2 separate regions of the Drosophila melanogaster genome follow, and region 2 is linked to region 1. The links are chromatin contacts, called in public Hi-C maps. All regions are on one chromosome and are shown on one strand. Each heading gives the region's core, a stretch centred on a gene start, on an enhancer-like site or on the middle of the called end of the contact. The rest is flanking DNA. Distances are from core to core; before and after follow the strand shown.

What was found. Hi-C and Micro-C count contacts between places; a contact is called where the count stands out from the background.
Region 2: a Hi-C map of the OSC cell line shows a contact between it and region 1, with 1.6 times the contacts expected there. The contact joins the promoter of boi here to the promoter of kz in region 1. A contact is called at or near these places in 4 of 107 Hi-C or Micro-C datasets (the D17-c3 cell line, the ML-DmBG3-c2 cell line, the OSC cell line and 1 more).

The regions. Positions count from the first base shown.
Region 1 is chrX:2,239,284-2,244,506 of dm6, reverse strand. kz (kurz) reads left to right here and starts at 2,472. Exons shown (of 5, transcript NM_057243.4): 1 at 2,472-2,679; 2 at 2,748-2,939; 3 at 3,001-5,223. The coding sequence starts at 2,605. It overlaps fs(1)K10 (female sterile (1) K10), which reads right to left and starts at 2,369. Exons shown (of 2, transcript NM_058143.4): 1 at 903-2,369; 2 at 1-50. The coding sequence starts at 2,198.
Region 2 is chrX:2,467,078-2,472,300 of dm6, reverse strand. It overlaps boi (brother of ihog), which reads left to right and starts at 2,258. Exons shown (of 9, transcript NM_166940.3): 1 at 2,258-2,410; 2 at 2,890-2,964. It overlaps trol (terribly reduced optic lobes), which reads left to right. Exons shown (of 38, transcript NM_001297896.2): 38 at 1,107-1,841. The coding sequence ends at 1,149.

The sequences.
Region 1 (5,223 bases), core at 1,223-3,722:
GCTGCGCTCTGACTTGAAATTGCGTTTTTGTCTTTGTCTGACTTGGCATCCTGCAAAAGAAATACGAGAATTGCCAACGGTGTTCAATAGCAAGGTTGTTGAGTGTGTAAAAAGAGCTCTCAGATCTGTTTTCGCTATTAAATGCATTCTGCGAACTTCTCTTGGCTATTTCCAGATAACTACGCCCACGAACATTAATCACTCAAATCATTATCATTTCATATGCAATGAGTTTCATAAGTTGGGTTATATCTGCTAATTAAGTAACTAAATTGATGTTCTGGCAGTTTAAAATTCATTAAGTTCGCTTTTCACATGCCAACCAAATTGGAAAATGAAAACAGCCATAGGATTCAGTACTGAGGCTCGTTCAATTAAGAATATTAAGTTACTAAGAGTGCATTTATGAATCTACTACGCCTGCCACGATCGAACAGTACAAAATTCTATTAGTTTTTTAAATTTGTATACAAGGTGGCAGTAAACACATTGTATTGCAGTTCTAAATAGTTACACAATTTTGTTCAGTTCCTAATAAATCTATGGTTGTAAATATATGCCAATAGTTTCTCTTTTGCGGATATATATCAGTGCCAAGGGAACAACCGAAGGTGAAAATAGATATGACAACAACCTTCCGCAGGACTGCAGGATAATGCGAGAGAGTGCATCAGGTTGAGACTTACTTTTTCACTTTCTCTGCTCTCTTATTTTTTTCCTACCGCCCGGCAAACGCAACAAAGAGGGACGGGTGGGGGTTACGGATCAAATCAGGGGTGCAAAGTGATTCCGGATTAAGCCGAAACTGTACCCGGAATCGGTGTGCCTCCCTGAATAGAGCTTCGGATGGGACACCTGTTCCAAGGGAATAAGGATATGTTGGGGGGTCTCTATATGCTCACCTTGGCCTTGACAGTGGCTGCCTCCTGCTTGAGATACTCTTCCCGCGCCGCTTCGTAGAGACTAACGAACTTGTCCCGCTGGCCCTTGTACTGAGCGAAGAGCTCGTCGTCTTTGTGGCCCTTCAATCTGTTCTCGATGTCCACCTTCTTGTCGTGCTCGCTGCGTATCTCGTCCGTTACCCAGGGCTTTTCGATGGGATACTGATTGATCAGGTTCTTTAGTGTCTTTATGCTGCTCTTGCCTTTCACCACCTGCTTGATTAGCTTGGGATTGGGCTTCATTATCCGGCCGCCATTCATGTTCATTGGTCCATAAGGTCCGACCGGTGGAATTCCCCGCGGCGGCATCCGTGGACCCATCATGTGCATGGGCGGTGGGACACCCATCATAGGACCTGGACCGGGTCCGTTGCGACGCATAAAGAGCGGTGGCGGCGGCGGTGGTGGTCCACCCATGGGGCCCATGGGTCCGGGACCGCGCATACCAGGCACCGGTGGCGGGAAAGGCATTTGCGGGTAAGGTCCTCCAGGGCCCATCGGTCCGGGTCCCCGTGGTCCGGGGCCCATCGGACCCATTGGCGGACCCATCATGAGGCGTGGAGGAGGACGGTTCGGAGGCGGCCCGCGTTGGAATCCATTAAAGCCACCGCGAATCTGATTGGGATTGTTGCCCGGATGGCGCTGCCAATCGCTTCCGTTCATCTGATTGTTGAAGGGCTGCTGCGACTGGTTCATATGATTGTTGTTCTGGTTGTTCATCTTGCCCTGCTGCTGGTTCGGACTGAGATGCTGCTGCTGGTTCGAATTGGGATGCTGCTGCTGGTTCGGACTGGGATGCTGCTGCTGGTTCGGACTGGGATGCTGCTGCTGGTTCGGACTGGGAGGCTGCTGCTGGTTCGGACTGGGATGCTGCTGCTGTTTGATGCCCTTCATAGACTTCTTCTTGGGACTGCCTACCTGATTGTGTTTGAATCCTGGTGGCGGGCTGCTGAAGTCAATGTACAGGGGATCGCTCGGCATTTGGCTGGAGGAAAACATCATCTGATTGTTACCGTTGACCCTGTTACCATTCCCATTTCCTCCTGGTCCGGAGTTAATTTTGCCCGAACGAAACGGTTTTCTATACGGAGCCGCAGCTGCGCGGGGATTATTGTTGCAATTATTATTGTTGCTCTGGTTGTTGCGGTGCTGCAGATTTGGCTGCTGCTGTTGCTGAAACTGTTGCTGCATTTGGTGCGGGTGCTGCTGCTGCGACTGCATGGTCCAGTTCTGATAGAATTGGTTCTTGGACACCATTGCAGGTAGCTGGATTTCACTGAAAACGGGGGTTCAGGACTCGAGCAGAGGAGCCAAGCCGAAACGACAGGCGGGGAGCAGATGGATCTAAAATGTTGCACGCCTATTTGTCACAAAAACTTATATTGAAAATATTACGATGAATCGATTGCGATAACGTTTCGATACCAGTGCTGTCGAAGGAGTGTGAACAACTATAACAATCAGTTTTTCCCACTAATGTATGTTTCCACTAACACAAATGTAACATCACAGCACATTTTAGAGTATCTCAACTTTTGTTATCGCCTGCGCTGTTATCGATAAGCGTACTTCGCACGTGTGATTTAAATCAATGTTTATATTATTGCCCAAAGTTAATTCTGTTACTTTATTTTATTAACTATATTGGTAAAGTAAAGTAATCATGGGCAAGAAGGTGCACAATGCCAAGGCGCGGCAGAATCCACAAACAATTGTGGACAACTCGGCCGTGAAGAAGGTAGGTCATCCGTCGGACCACACACTCGAATCCGCTTTCTTACCCTTTCCAAATCCAATACTCTACAGATTCAGATCGATGTGGATGCTGTGGCCGGCGGCAACCAGGTTGGCTACGATGAGGCCAACGCTCTGGTTCTGCCCTCCGAGAAGCGGGCCACCAAGATTAAGGTGGACAAAGTGCAACACGTGAAGATCCTTTCCAAGAAGCAGCGCAAGCACCTCCAGGCTATTGTGGACAAGAAGAAAAAGAAAGAGGGTGTAGGTTTTTATTCAGTGCTAATATAAAACTGATATTTAATTGAAATCTTTTCTAATTTAGCGCGCTCAGCTGTTGGGTGACCTTGCTGCCGTTCAAATTCCGGAGGAGGAGCTGCAGCAGTATACTTCCATTAGCCAAGTGCAAACCGTGGGATTAAAGCGTCTACCCACCCTTGACGAGTATCTAGCCAAGAAAAAGGAAAGACAGGCCCAAGTTTTAGCTGAAAAAAGCTCGGCGTCGGGTCTCCGCGTAAATGCTATAAAGGGCTCCAAGCGCAAGCTTCTCGTCGAAGAGGAGGAGGAACTACAGGCCAAGCGAAAGAATCCGAATGTAATTAGCGTGGAGGAAGATGACGAAGATTCTTCATCCTCTGATGAGGACGATGAGGAGGCACCAGCTCAATCCGCTCCTATTGCCATACCCACTCCAGTGTCTATAGCTCCACCGCAAATCGCTGTTAAACCACCCATTAAAAAGTTGAAGCCAGAGCCTAACCCACCTGCCTGTATCCACCAGACTGTCTATGTGCCCGTACATCGGACAACAGAAGTTCAGAATGCCCGTCTTCGACTGCCTATCCTCGCGGAGGAGCAGCAGGTGATGGAGACAATCAACGAAAACCCCATTGTGATCGTGGCTGGTGAGACTGGCTCTGGAAAGACTACCCAGCTACCGCAGTTCCTGTACGAAGCGGGGTATGCCCAGCACAAGATGATTGGAGTGACGGAGCCGCGGCGAGTGGCTGCTATTGCCATGTCCAAGCGGGTGGCCCACGAGATGAACCTGCCGGAGAGCGAGGTGTCATACCTCATTCGCTTCGAGGGAAACGTAACACCAGCGACGCGCATTAAATTCATGACAGATGGTGTGTTGCTTAAGGAGATCGAAACTGACTTTCTGCTTAGTAAGTACTCAGTGATCATCCTGGACGAGGCGCACGAGCGCAGTGTTTACACAGACATCCTAGTGGGTCTCCTGTCAAGGATCGTGCCCTTGCGTCACAAACGCGGGCAGCCGCTGAAGCTGATCATTATGTCTGCCACTTTGCGGGTATCCGATTTTACAGAGAATACTCGCTTGTTTAAGATTCCGCCACCGTTGCTTAAAGTGGAGGCTCGACAATTTCCGGTGACTATTCACTTCCAGAAGCGCACACCTGATGACTATGTGGCGGAGGCTTACCGCAAGACCTTAAAAATCCATAATAAGCTTCCGGAAGGCGGCATACTAATTTTTGTGACGGGACAGCAGGAGGTCAACCAACTGGTGCGCAAGCTGCGACGTACGTTTCCGTATCATCATGCGCCAACCAAGGATGTCGCTAAAAATGGAAAGGTATCGGAGGAAGAAAAAGAGGAAACAATAGATGATGCGGCATCGACTGTGGAGGATCCCAAGGAGCTGGAGTTTGATATGAAACGAGTTATACGTAATATTCGTAAATCTAAGAAAAAGTTCTTGGCGCAAATGGCGTTACCCAAAATCAATTTGGACGACTACAAGCTCCCTGGTGATGATACGGAAGCAGACATGCACGAGCAGCCGGATGAGGATGATGAGCAGGAGGGACTAGAAGAGGATAACGACGATGAACTAGGCTTGGAGGATGAGTCGGGAATGGGATCTGGTCAAAGGCAACCTCTGTGGGTCCTGCCGCTCTACTCGCTCCTCTCCTCGGAGAAGCAAAACCGCATCTTCCTGCCCGTTCCCGATGGCTGCCGGCTATGCGTGGTTAGCACCAATGTGGCAGAGACATCTCTCACCATCCCGCACATCAAGTATGTTGTTGACTGTGGTCGCCAGAAGACGCGTCTTTACGACAAACTGACGGGTGTGAGTGCTTTTGTGGTAACCTACACGTCTAAGGCCTCGGCGGATCAGCGTGCTGGACGAGCGGGTCGCATCAGCGCCGGACATTGCTATCGCCTCTACTCGAGTGCCGTGTACAACGACTGCTTCGAGGACTTTTCCCAGCCGGATATCCAGAAAAAGCCCGTCGAGGACCTTATGCTGCAAATGCGCTGCATGGGCATCGATCGCGTGGTGCACTTTCCCTTTCCCTCACCACCGGATCAAGTGCAGCTGCAAGCCGCCGAGCGGCGATTGATCGTGCTAGGTGCCCTGGAGGTCGCCAAGACAGAGAATACAGATTTGCCACCAGCCGTTACTCGTTTGGGTCACGTTATCTCCCGCTTTCCCGTGGCGCCGCGCTTTGGAAAAATGCTGGCTCTGTCCCACCAGCAGAACCTACTGCCCTACACCGTCTGCCTGGTGGCCGCACTT
Region 2 (5,223 bases), core at 1,009-3,508, 230 kb before region 1:
ACAATATTTAAAACCGTTTGAGTATCTCTTAGGTTTTGAAAGTCTTTAGTCATTCCAAATATAGGTATAACAAGTGTCATAGCAGCATATCCTAATCCATTTACAATATAGTCAAATACATTTGAAGGTGTTACCATTGAAATTATCGTGCCATATCATTGAAGAATATCATGTTATATTATACAAAGTATATTAGAACGGCAGCCGGATAAAGTAAAATAGATAATCGACTATATTAAGCTATCATAAAGGACATTAAATACATAAGAGTTTTTTTTTCCTAGTTAAATAGTTAGCACCAAATCAGACATATGCGGAGTTCACACATATGGTATTGTTACAGATCCTATCTAGTATTAGCCAATTCTTACTGGATTGTACTCCTTTCGAAGCCAAGCTCAGGTCACACAACTCTAAAGCTATATATTTGATCATACCCGAACACCAGTTATCTATAGGTAGAAAACTCTTGCATAGATAGGTAGTTCAACGTAACCATATCCTATAGGAAAAACCCTTAAAACAGATATCTGTGCAATCTATCCTGAGATACGGTAGCTTTAGCTCAATGTAGTCGAAATGTACTCTGCTTTGTGACCATATCTATGAATACTATTATTATTGTTACCAGCAAGGAATACCTATAAACCATATGAAACAATTATAAAATTATATATAATTTTACCAGATCTCAAAAAGCTGACTACGTTATTATTTGATACAGCTGTGTATTATCCAAGCTTATTAGCTAGATGTTCTTATAAAGATGGGTAGTTCTGAGATGCATAGTTTCCCAATTATTTAAAATAATATAATATATGTCAATAAAATAATAATATGGCATGTAAGAAGTTATAAATTCAAATTTACATTGACATTGAGTGTACGAAGAAAACCATAGTTCTTCTTCGCGTTGAGGCAAAGTCTGAAAATGCAGTTTGGCGAGGCTTTTATCAAATTTTATCAAATATAAGTAATGTATTTATTAAAGTTAGACCGCACACATTTGATTTTATAATAATTTTTTATAATAATTTTTTAATTACAAGTTTTTATTTTTTTAATTTATTTACAATTTCTCTCGTTTCTTCATTTTATTTAATTAGTAACGACGATCCACTGGGAGGAACCGAACCGCCAGTCGTCTGAGGACACAACCAACAGCCGAAACTAGCTTTTTAATTAAACATTAACAAATGAAACAAAACGAACAACAATTTTTATATATACAACATATGCATAAGCCCAAGAAAATCCACAAAAATTGAATATTATATCACTTACACATAATATAAAAAAAACAAAAACAAAAGAGAAACGATCACTTCAACTACAATTGCTTCTTCGATCCTTAAGTCTAAGTTAAAGATTGTAGCAAGGAAAAATGCGAAAATATCACAAACATTTATTTAACAAAAACGCCATGCAAGAAGTGAAACGAAACAGATACAATAATGCAACTAATGCAAAATAATACAGAAAATACAGTTAAAGCCTAGAACCCTAAGAACTTACTAACTAACTCGAGCAACAACAACGCATACTAGCCAACTGCAACCACAAAATCCACAATAGTGAAGGCATTTTAATCATAATTTTAGTCTCTAGCTTATACCTATGACTACGACTCTTTTTTTGCCAGCCCAGTGTAAAAAGTTGGAGATCGAAAATTGGCCCTACACACATACAAGACCACGTTATTGATTAAAAACCAATTGATAATACACCTACATACATATAATGATAAATGAATTACTAAGAATGCAACTATTGTGAACGAGCGAAAACCGTTGAGTGGATAAAAGCGAATGCAGAAGATATATTAAAATGAAATCAACAACAGTCTGGAATGTGTTTAATTGTGGGAGGAGTTCTTCATTCATAAATCATCATTTCCATAGATCATCTTCATCTCTATTAACGATTAAGATTAAGGATTAAGGATTCAGAATAAAGGTATTTATTATACTCATTATAAAACTTAAAAGGTATGCTCACAACAATCATTAGTTCCGACTTCCGTTATAATTCATTTGTAATATCAAAATACAGTGGCCTCCTCCCGATCAAGCAAATTCAAAATTGTAAGAGAAGAGAAGAATTCAATTACATTACAACAAAAGAGAAGAAAGAAGACAACTTCAAAATGTTCTCTTTTGGTTTCTCTCTTGGTTCTCTGCTCTTTCTCATCAAGATTTTCGAAGCGCGCCCAAAAGTATGCACGAATTGATATAAGTACTACATTACGTTACTTGGCTCACTTCGCTTCGCGCCGCCGAGCAAGAAAGACGTGTGTGCGGAGTCTGCGCGAAACTATAACAGAGTTATATTTGAATATATATCTCAAAATAAAATCGTCGTGCTAATAACGGTTATTTGTTTACCTTTTTTTTGGCTGTTCTAAATCCCTGTGAGTGCTGGTTCGGCTGCCCTTGAGGTGCATTCAAATTAGGAAGTGCAAAGAAAGAGAGAGCGAGAGAGAGAACGAGCGAGAGCGAGAAAAGTGCGTGTGCCAAGTTTGTTTTTATTTTTATAACGGCAGCCGGCTAAAAAGGCAGCGGCGTCGCGTAGGAAACACCTAATAACTATAAATTATGCCCTGGCGGAACATCAATACTTGGCGAATGTCCGTCGAGAAGTGATCTCCATATCCCCAGAAATTCGATTTAAGCCGATGCCAATCGCCCTGTTCTCGAGTGTGTGCATGTGTGTGTGTGTTCGAAAGGCTTTGAAAATGCCATAACATTTTAATGGGTTTCTGTTATTTGGACTGCCTTTTCTCTCGGCTCTCATTGTTCTTTTACTGCTTGTTTCTTATGTGATGGGAAAATCGCAAGAATGCTGCGACCAGTGATCAAAATCTAATCAAAATATTTACCGTTCGTTTAGAGTGCGACAAGCGGCGCAGATTGGAATTGGATTTGGATAGAGGATTTAGCTGCCCTTCGAGGTTTCAGTCAACAGGTGAGTTTTGCAACGGTAAATGGCCAATGGCCAGTGGCCAGTGTCTCGAAAGTAGTTCATCTGGTCAGTGCAGTCCGTAAATGTCGGTAAATCAGAGAAACCCCCTTCCCCGGAATTACCACTGCCATATCGATCGATTCCAGTTGACAAGTTTTTCGCGATGGTCATGTGGCCATGTCCTTTTTTGGCCAACAGGCGATGGCCAATGGCCAATTGCCAATTGCCGTTACTCTTATGTGTCAGCGGGCCCCCAACAAAATCACAAAATAACAACAAGTGTTGCACATCAAATCCAGCGCGTACATAAACCAGAAAAGTGCACAACCAAACCTGTCATCCGAGGTGGCAGGGGTCCCAAGACCATCCTTCATTCCCCTTTTTGCTCGTTGATAACATTAATGAACTGTCTATGTGCCGTGCACCAGAATAGAACCCCAAGTTGGGAATGGGATGGGGGATCGGGAGAGGTTGCACAACTACAGTGGGCCCTCCGTAATGTGGAGATCCTTAGACCAATATGTGAAACAATTATTATAATTCTTTGCAGAACTTAACTTTTCTCAAGAGTTTTTTTTTGTTTTTTTTTTGTTGTTGTATGCGCGGAACATAACCACCAGTTTCTACAGTCTCCACAGTCCGTCGTTTGCCAAGTCCACCTGTAGCTTAAGCACGCACATTTCTGTTGCCATTGGCAAGAGGTGAGCGAGCGGAATGCAACAGGCAGCTGGTCGCAGAACAAGATCATCTGGGAGAAGAGAGATAGAGATACATAGATGCATTCAGGGAACCGGACACTTGGCCAAAACCAAAACTAAAACCAATACCAATGCCAAACCTGAAACCGGAGAGCATTCCCATTTTCCAGCCCGTTCCCGCTAACAATAAATCAAAGGGCCGGGGGAAAAGCCCAACAATAAAAATCAAGCCAAGTGTCGTCGTCTCATTCTGCAGGCCAAAAAAGGGATGGAAGGCCAAAGGGGAATGGGAATCGGAATGGTCAGAGAGCCTTTGTCTCGTTGTTGATGGGATTTCATTATTACTTTCGATTGTGGCCCATTGAGACACAGTTCCTTAGCTCCGTCTTGTTCGTCGTCGAAAATGCAGACAAACAAAAAGGTCTCTCGGTCCAAACAAAAATAAACACACCGAGCAGCATCATCACCATCATCGCCGTCATCGTCATCGTTCTCATTCCCATTCCCATTCCCAGTCGCAGTCCCAATCCCAATCTTGTACCATCCACGTCGTCATCTTCCTGGTCTCCTTTGCTGCAACTCTAATCGCATAAGCAGATAGACCAGGTGAACTGTGGACGAGGGGAGCAAAGCGACAGGGCCACACTGAAAGAAGGTAGAAAATAAATAAAGCGATAAATGGAAAATAAATTTCAAAAAATTGCTTTTCAAGTGGCCCAGCAAACGAAACCCCCGCCCCGAAACCCAGGGCCCTATTCGATGTGGGGTCCACTCCAGCAGACTAGAGTCAGTCTGGCTAGCTACCGATCTGAAACATGGCTCTAGCCAGGTCCTTTTCACTGTTGAATCATTCGGGCTGCAATGAATCAATGGGAAATGGCTTAGCATAAAACGGGATAATTGGATGGGACAGTAAAGGGTCTCGATCTTGCAAGCATCTTAATTGCATCAATCGTACAGCCCACCCAGGCATGCGATTTAGAGTTAGAGGAGTGAATTCATTCCGCAAATGAAGAGCTTAACTCATAGCTGTACGCATTTCCAATTGATCTCGGCCACTATTTCCCATTCTGTGCGCTCGAATTTCATGGCCAAAACGTCCGCGATCGATTCTCACACCCCATTAGCACTGATCCACTGATCCAGTTTCCATCCAGCCCACATTCATAGTCATAGTCATAATGAGGAAAACAGAATGCTCCGAGTGCATTTGCCACAAAATTAGACATTGACACCTATTCCCCTTGGGATTTCGATTTCGAATTGGGTTCCGTAAAAACGGCGCATAAAAATTATTTCACGCCACACCAAAATGGGCCCCCAAGAAATTATGATTAATGCTGAAAACATAAATTGGATTTGATTTCTGTTTGTTTGCCGCTTTCTTGCAGCTTTGCCTCGCTTTTACTCGCTCTTTTTTCGGCGTTTTTGTGTCTTTGGGATTTGTTTTTGTTGGTCTTGGACTTCATGGATAACTTCCCCTTCGCCCTCTCTTCATCATTTTGTGTTGTATTTTTTTTTTTTTTTTTTTTTTTGCTAGGTAGCCGCCGCCTGTTCATTAGCA